Linked DNA regions of Mus musculus: region 2 is linked to region 1. The links are chromatin contacts, called in public HiChIP or PLAC-seq maps. All regions are on one chromosome and are shown on one strand. Each heading gives the region's core, a stretch centred on a gene start, on an enhancer-like site or on the middle of the called end of the contact. The rest is flanking DNA. Distances are from core to core; before and after follow the strand shown. Region 1 has its middle 130 kb from the start of Gm42315. Region 2 has its middle 23 kb from the start of Map3k7.

Evidence for each region. HiChIP or PLAC-seq counts read pairs in DNA pulled down with a chosen protein or histone mark.
Region 2: an H3K27ac HiChIP or PLAC-seq map of the NIH/3T3 cell line shows a contact between it and region 1, with 4 times the contacts expected there. The contact joins two enhancer-like sites. A contact is called at or near these places in 1 of 39 promoter capture datasets (the 3T3-L1 cell line), 11 of 484 Hi-C or Micro-C datasets (Sertoli cells, adipose-derived mesenchymal stem cells, cerebral cortex and 5 more) and 4 of 115 datasets of contacts at active chromatin or transcription factors (the NIH/3T3 cell line, embryonic hindbrain, embryonic limb bud and 1 more).

Annotation. Positions count from the first base shown.
Region 1 is chr4:31,640,287-31,644,666 of GRCm38.p6, forward strand. No RefSeq gene overlaps it. Among named protein-coding and RNA genes, the nearest start is that of Gm42315, 130 kb to the left of the region's middle. Within about 2 kb of position 2,110, at least 108 of the 459 cell types and tissues checked have an H3K27ac peak or open chromatin away from gene starts, as enhancers often do. A contact at or near this core is called in the NIH/3T3 cell line and adipose-derived mesenchymal stem cells, where this site is marked.
Region 2 is chr4:31,939,009-31,943,459 of GRCm38.p6, forward strand. No RefSeq gene overlaps it. Among named protein-coding and RNA genes, the nearest start is that of Map3k7, 23 kb to the right of the region's middle. Within about 2 kb of position 2,658, at least 42 of the 459 cell types and tissues checked have an H3K27ac peak or open chromatin away from gene starts, as enhancers often do. A contact at or near this core is called in the NIH/3T3 cell line and adipose-derived mesenchymal stem cells, where this site is marked.

The DNA of each region.
Region 1 (4,380 bases), core at 860-3,359:
TCCATTGTTGCTAGTGGTGGCTTTGCGGGACACTATGAGAGAGTAACAGAGCTAGAGAAAGTTTCCAGCTAGGAAAGAAGGCTGATCTCCATCCCTGATCACTGACTCTATCCTGCTTTCAGGAACATGAAACGAATGGAAAAGAGTAAGTTCCTTCTTGTCCCATCCCACTATCGCCCTCTGGAGTCCTAAGGACAAAACCTAGATGTTCTCAATGCAATCAATGCTCACTGAGTCATTTAGTGTTACCTGCATGTGCATGGCTGTGAGATCATCTTACTAGAGTGTGGGTTGCCTCTCAGGGCCAGAATCCCTGAAGAACAATGACTCTCCCTTGCTAGGCTAGCAGCTGTCAACTATCAGACAGGGGGCGGAACTTCATAAGCCCCACCCACCCCCTCATCTCTTCTGGCTCTTTTGCCTTTACCTTGTGACCCCCTCATCAATTCCAGTATTTCAGCTGCCTTGACCTTGTGTTTACATGTGCTGTACCAACACTGTGAGCTGATCTGTGTAGCTTCACTGCCGTGTCCTACATATTGTTTTGCTAAACTGACTCAGTGAGCATCATACTGAAAACACACAGAGGTAGCGTACATAAAGGAGAAATGTGGTGAATGGGAGAGGAGTTAGAAAGGAAGGCGTGGCTCGCAACACATTATATGCATGCATGCATATTAAATAGAATTTTTAAATAACTTCGTATAATGTGCTATTAACTACAAAATAGCAGGTTTGGGGAGAGCAAAATCAACTGGGGGTACGTTTTTCATTTTGAATCCCTGCTACAGCTCTGCTATACAAAGATAAACCGGCTAGAAGGGTGGCTTGGAAGAGCCCTATTTTCTGGTGTCGGCTGACTGATGTGGTGTAAATACTCACACTATGACCAACTACAAGCTATCCACCGCTTGTCATTGCCTGGGGCATTAGGGAAAAAAAATGTCAAAAACCGATTTTCCCTAAGCCGGTAGGAGTTAGCTACTGCAGTGTTGGTGGGTGGAGAAGAATGAGAGCTGTGACTGAAAAGGGCCTAGAAATAAGAGTTATAATTTAAGTCACAGGAGGGAGGGACACAACACTTGTCGGGAGAACAGAAAGGCCCTGGAAAACAGTGATCAGACGAGTGAAAGAAGGAAGGAAGAGGCCCCCAGTGATGAGCTGTAAGCAGCCATCTACCTGACAGACCAGCGTGGTAAACTGCCTGACCTACTTTATGGAGGATAAGCATTTTGCTCTCCCATTGTCGATCCTAATATTTTCTATATAGTGCCTGGGAAAATAAATTGTATCTGTTCAAACTTCTGAAGCTAAGACGTGAATTTTATATGAGAAATGAGGCATATGTATAGCTTCCATTTTTCAGTCCAGAGATCAAATGCTTTTTCCTGTGACTTTGAGAGATGTCTCCTTTCTTTGTACTGAGTAGGCTAATAGTACAAATAAATTTATTCTGTGCTGTTTCTGATACATGGTGTGACAGCCCTATGCAGTCTATTGCTAATGGCCTTGTTCACAAGCTCGAGTCTGGTAAAATATTAAATTCAGCTATAAAATGACTACATTAAAAATTGAATTAATAATGATTAGAATTAAGTATTAACCATTCGATTTAATTTAAAAATAAATCCATAGACCTTTAAGTCTCCTTATGGGGAAAAATAAACAGAGTTAATAAGCTTGACAAATATTTAATAAATATTTAAATTCACACGCACACCCTATATGGAGAAGATAAAAAGTTAAAATTTGATTATCATGTGTTACAAAACCGTCTGAGGCCCTGCTTTTATGGTGTCCTTGAGCTGAACTAGAAAGCCAGTGTGGAATAAGCCTGTGTTTTCAAAGAGAACACATATAAACTGGAATCAAGACTCGGTTCACATTTTCAAGAAACCAGCGAGGGCTAATCATTTACGATGCTTTAGAATGGAAAGCAAAGGATCGGGGTGCTGGTGGTTATTAAATATGTGGCATATTCCATTCCAGCACAAACGCCTGAGCACACCCAGAGTGGAGCAGCGGCAGCTGCAGCCACAGAGGTGGGAGGGAGAACCTGGTTTTGCTGCAAACCATGCAGTCTTAGCCTCCTCTGCAGGATCGCTTCGTGCACACTCTGCCACCTTGTGTGATGTGTATATACTACAACCCAAAACATCTTCAGTCCTTGTTCCATTAGCCCTGCACATACCACTTCCACACGCACACATGAGAGAGAGAGAGAGAGAGAGAGAGAGAGAGAGAGAGAGAGAGAGAGAGAGAGAGAGTCCTATTTCAAGGGCTAATAAATCATTTATGAAGTGAAAGGAACTGGTTTTACTTTGTGGAGACCGTTATCTTGGGAGCCTTAGCTAATGGTGCAGGCACAGGGGAATGAACGCAGTGTGTTTGTTCCACGGTGCTCAGAGGATACTCACCCCAGGGCACCTTGGCACGGAGATGAACAGGAGAATGGAGGAGCACCACACTCATCCCAGGTCTCTAGGAACAAGGTCTATAGCCAACTGTTCTTGTCAGTATTCCACAAGCCTTACCCACCATTGTGCGGGCATTGAGGCCAGCTCCTCCCCACCCCATAGACTTTCTGTTTTTATGCCTCTGCTTAGTAACCACAGCAGGAACTTGGAACGAGACATAGCAAATGACTTCTCTGACCCCTCTGATTCAACACAGGAGAATGCAGCTAGCAGCCAAAAGCTGATGATGCTAGGAAGTTAGAGACATGAAATGCTGAAGCCACAGAGCTGGGTAACGTTTAATTCCCCCAGACCATGCACTCTGAACAAATTTGACTGACAGCAGGCCAACTGTCTTTAGGCTTGTCGGTATGATCTGTTTGGGCAAAGGACTGTACTGAATATACACCAGTTACAAAGTCCAAATCAGATGCAATTCTTAGCATTTCTAGTTCCCGAACGCCATCTTCAACACTACAGGCCTGGAGGAGTGTCTGCTTAAATTGCTATACTTGGAAAAAGTGATCATTTTTAATAATAACATTTTCCCCGTAAGAGCTGTCATTGCTCTTTCATTTCTTTATCTAAAATCCCATCACTTACCATGACCACAAAGAGATGCAGTGTCAACATTTCAGAGAAGGCTGCCTCTGAAGAGATGGCCCCAGAGGGGCTGTTACATTTGCTGAGCCTTGGCTTGGATATTCATTCTACTCCTCCATTGAATCTTCAAATGATCTCAACAGCAGTGGACAGGAGATAACAAAGCTCACTGTGGTAAACTTTGTGTGCATACAGTCAATAACATAGAAAATGTGCAGCACATAAGAGGCACATATCAGCTATCACTCCTAACATTATAAATGACATTAGGTCAAATGCAGTTTGAAAAGAGATCAGAGAGCAGAAGACATGGTGTGCTTTGAATGAGAAATTCCCTACCCCATCCCACCTGCCCACCCCACCCCACCCATCCACCCACACCCCCTGCCACACAGATACTAGGCTCATGTATTTGATTACTTGGTCCCAGTTGGTGGCACTCTTTGGGGAGGTTATAGACCTTTAGATATGATGCATTGCTGGGGCATATGTCATTTGGAGCTGACTTTGAAGGCTCGCAGCCTTGGAGGGCTTCCTTTTCTGTCTCTCTGCTTCCTGCTCATAGTTGAAATGTGAATAGCTAGCTTTCTGCCCCTGCTGCCATGCCAGCTTATTGCCATGCATTCTCCACCATGACCAATTCAATCTCTCTAGCATCATAAGGCAAAACAAAACCCGTCTTTCTTAATTTGATTTTCTCAGGGCATTTAATGATAGCATTAATTAATGATAGAAAGGTAACTAATATAGAAAAGAATATGAGTGTAGTATGTTTCCTGAGACAAAACTATATGTTCATGCTTAATACTTTGCTATGTTTGAGAAAATGGTTGTTTTTCTTTAATTACATTTGCATAAATTCATTAGCAAGAGCTTAAAGGGGATATTTTGGTATATGTGGTATCTGAATGAGGATGGCCGCTGTAGACTCATAAATTTAAATGCTTAGTCCTAAGTTCATGAAACAAACAGTTTCCCAAACAGGGAAGGATTAGGGGGTTTGGCTTCTTGGAGGGAAATGTGTTACTAAGGAGTGGTCTTTGAGATTTTAAAAGCTTACTCCATTTACAGTTTGTTCTCTCTCTCTCTCTCTCTCTCTCTCTCTCTCTCTCTCTCTCTCTCTCTCTCTCTCTCCTCCCTCCCTCCCTCCTACTCTCTAATGGAGATGTATTCTCTCAACTACTGCTCAAGTGCTGTGCCTCCTGCAATGATAGTCACACACTTGCGCTCTGAAACTCTAAGGACCAAAATAAGCTCTTTCTTCCATGTTACCTTGGTCATCATGTTTCTTCATAGCAATAAAAAAGTAATTAAGACAGAA
Region 2 (4,451 bases), core at 1,408-3,907, 300 kb after region 1:
GGAGAGAAAGGAGAGAAAGAAGAGAGAGGAGAGAGCAATTAAGCCACCCAAAGGACAGGTAGAAATTTTATTTATGTGGATAGTAGTATTTTTTCAGTTATTTTAAACACACTAGTATGCATATATCAAAACTTTAAAAATTATAACAAGTCAAACATGTATGTAGCACCGAGAAATGGTCTAATGGAGTAGATCATCTGAAAATTCGAGTGTTTGCCTAAAACTGTGAGTATGAGATTGTGTCCATGTCCTAAAAGAATGATTCCTGACAGATTCCACTATTAAATATTTAAGTCTTGAAGAAAATGCAGGTCCTTTGATCAGTTGCTTGCATCTGGAAAAGGCATATTCTTAAACTAAATACAAAGCAACTTTACTTTTAAAAGCTGCTTGTCTAGTTATAACTAAGAGAGGTGGCGCAACGGTTTACAGGACTTACAGGTATTGCCTTAACAAGAGGTCTAGTTGTCTAGCCATACAGAGGGTGCAGATCCTATGCCTGAACCTTCAGAGTGAAAGGGCGAGGACTCCAAAGCTAAGGAGTGCCAGCCAAAAGCCACCCTCGCTCTATTGTGCAGCCAGAAACATCTAGCACGCTGTGAGTGATTCCTATCCAAATGTCTTCTGCAAGACAAGGTGGAACTCAGGGGTTACCTCTAGGCATTCTTTATTCTCTGTATTTTAAAATCACAGAACTGGTATATTCCTCTGACCTTCAGGAAGGACTAAATCAAAGGCATCCCAGGAAGAGACCAGTGTATTTCAAACTGTGTTGTTCAGAGCCCTAGGAGCTGTGAGAAGATTAAGAAAAGGGAAGGCAGAGAAACCCCCTCACTCCTCTCTCAGCGAGCGCTTTGCTTTCATCATCTCCACGTACAGGAATTCTACCTGAGCCCCTATGCAAACTACAGAGTCCATGGCTACTGCAAGATCAGAAATCACCAACTTAGCCTAACCTAGTTTATAGTCTAACAAAGGATTACTCAAAAAAAAAAATCTGGAAACTTCCTGCAAACTTATTAACTATGTGCTTGCCAAGTGACTCACCATGTTCCCATATAATGTGTCTTTTCTTCCTTTTAAAAAAAAATGTATTAAGTAAAGACTCCCTATCTAAGAAGCCCAGTCCATTCACTTCTGGAGGGAGCACGGTTGCATTTGGGTTTGTATCTCCCAAGTTTTCTCTGTATTTTTCTTGCTCAAAAACACGTGTGCATATACAAACACTGAGACTTCAAGAAAACAGGATAGATATGTGCTTTTCTTAATTACAAGAGGACATCTTTCTGATGCTTCATTCCTTGTAAGACTCCATAGTACTCCAAGTACAGGTGTACAATATTCATTTAACCTCATTTGTATTATTCAGTATTTGGATTTTTTTCTATTATTTATATATTTGTTCTTTCCTTTATCTAAAATATATTCCCTAAAGTTTCTGTCCAGGCAATGTTTACAAATGTTTTAGTTTTATGTTACTTCCCAAGAGAAAACAAACCATCAACTTTATGGGCCTTTGTCTGGTTGCTTGTTTGTTTTACAAAACTTTAATGCAACATTTCTCAACACATTTTCTTCTCAACTGTTTAAAATATAAATAATCGGACACCTTTGCAATAGCCCTAAATTAACTCTTTCACAAGAAATAAAATAAACCTACATATAGTTTTAGGTATTCTAGTTCAACAAGAAAAAAATGCATTGCATTATTTTGAAGAACATTTGGCTACCTCCATCAATATGTAAAATATACCTGCCTCGCCTCACATGCTCCTGGACAGCTTTTCTTTGAACACTCACCCAAGTTCATTGCTTTCCTTCATTCAACACATTTACTGACAACTCTTACAGTCCAGTCATTTTTGAAGCTTCTTATAGAAAAGTGGTTACAAGAAACCTAGAGGAGCCTCCAAGGTTAGGATAAACCTACACAGGGTTAATATTTCACATGTCATTGCAAATTATGATAAATAGAAATAAGAAAATTATAAGTCATTTAAACACTGGGTTTTCTCTTCAAAGAGCTACAAAATGTCATTCTATCTTTCATCATACTTCAGAGTCTTGAGTGGAATATTTCTGAAACATCTTACATACAAGCACTTTTTTCTTTCTTTCAGTATACCTCAGCAGACAAGCTGCCGAAGTCAAAAGAACCTTTGAAAGTGACAATATTCTCAGTTTATTTTAGTCTTGCCCAAATTCCATTGTTAGGATATTATTAAGACAGTTAAGTATTTTTATCTTATTGGTTCTTTTTACTTTTCTGAGTTTTTTTTTTCAAATAAGGATAAAATATAATCAGTTATGCACATATATACATAAACACTATTCCTCAAATAAAACCACAAACATAAGTGAAGCTAAACTTTTGATTGGCCATGAATTCCAAGTCAACATTATTCTAAAAACCATACCTAATAACATGGTTTAGAAGATTTCAAATTCAGTGTACAAAGGCATTTTATATGTCTATGTTTAATACATTGAAGTGCATACTGAAATGCATACATGAAATTTCCAGTTAAAATTTCGTCCAATTAAATAACTTGTAATTTTCTTATTGGAAGAATCAGGGCTAGATAAAACAGATGACTCATATCAGTGGGTTAGTAGTGGAGAGTAAGTTGTCATAAGAATAAAAACAAGCCAAGCTGCAGACACAGAAGACCCAGACATGTCTGAGCATGTCTACAACACAAGTGAAACTCAACCACCAAAGTTCTATTTATAAAAGAGACCAAAGACACTCCAGGAAAATTACTCATCTTCAGACAGAGACTTTGAAAGCAACAGTTAAACCCATTGAACTGTACTGAGACAGGGCCAGTGCAGAGGGGTGATTTGGGCTGTGTTAACAAGGTCAGTTCATAAGATCAGTGCCTTGCTCACCCATCGCCAGAGCAGCTTCCTCCTGCGGCAGATGGGAACAAACACAGAGATCCACAGCCAGACAATGTGCAGAGAGTGAGAGAGCTTGGAACACTCGGTCCTAATGGCGTGGCTCCATCAAATCCCTCCCCTCAGGGATCAGGGAGCCATTCAGAAAAGAAGGCAAAAAAGGATATGAGAGCCAGAAGGAATGGAGGACTCCAAGAAGACAAGGCTTTCTAAATCAACTGCACTGGTACACATATGAACTCACAGAGTTTCTCTGGGGAACCAGACTACTCTTAAAGGGTAGGCTACATGCCCAGCAATAGATGGCCAATAGAAAGAGAACTCGATACCATCTTTGGAGGTTCCTCGTATCACAATGGGATTCTCCTATTTCTTTTTAAATTCTAGTCTTCTTACTCTTATTTATATGTTATTTATATATACATATATTCTTTTCCCTTTGCATATATATATATATATTATGGCTTTCAGTTTAGTGTCCTTATAGGATTCCTGAGTATGCAAATGGGTGATCTCTGCATCTATGACTGTTTCTTGTGCCTTATCTTAGGATCTTTTCTTTCTGTTTGTTTTGTCCTATTTGTCCTATTCTGATGTGTTAGGGTTTCCATTATTATTATTATTATTATTATTATTATTATTATTATTTTATTGTTATCCCTTAGAAATCTGTTCTCTTTCTAATGAGAGAAAGAAGTGGGGGGGTGGATCTGGATTGGGGAAGCTAGGGAGACACTGGAAGGAGTAGAGGAGAGAAAACTGTAATCAGGATATATTATGAGAGAGAGACAGGGAGAGAGAGAGAGAGAGAGAGAGAGAGAGAGAGAGAGAGAGAGAGAGAGACTGTTTACAATAAAAGAGAAACAGAAAAAAAGACTAAAAATAATTTATATTTAAATAAATAGATTCATATAATAATACGGAGAGAGCTGGGCAATGGTGCATGCCTTTAATCAAAGCACTTGGGAGGCAGAGGCAGGCAGATTTCTGAGTTCAAGGCCAGCCTGGTCTACATAGTGAGTTTCAGGACAGCCAGGGCTACAAAGAGATACCCTGCCCCTAAAGCAAAACAAAACAAAAAAAGAATACAGAGAGGTTCTCAAAGCACTGGTAAGATTTCTAAGGATGATCTTGGAGGAGTCAAAAGAGGTAATAATCAGGGAAATCTTGCCTTGTTTCTATTATTGGGCCCTAGATACCATCCTATTTTCATTCTGTACCTGGTGTAACCAGAGAAACTGAGTTAGATAACATAACATCCTAACTGATTTCGATAACCTAACATCCTAACTGAGTTAGAGAACAAAACATCCTGAGTTAGAGAACCTAACATCCTAACTGAGTTAGATGACCTAACATCCTAACTGAGTTAGATAACATAACATCCTAACTGAGTTAGATAACATAACATCCTAACTTAAAATGACTGGCTGTGCTGAGACTGGCTGTCTCATGCCAAATTAAGTTCTGAGTTTCAATTTCTGAAGCGGATTTTTTTGTTTCTGCATGAATAATAAGAAGAACAGATAAGTGCTGAAGGAAGATTAGTT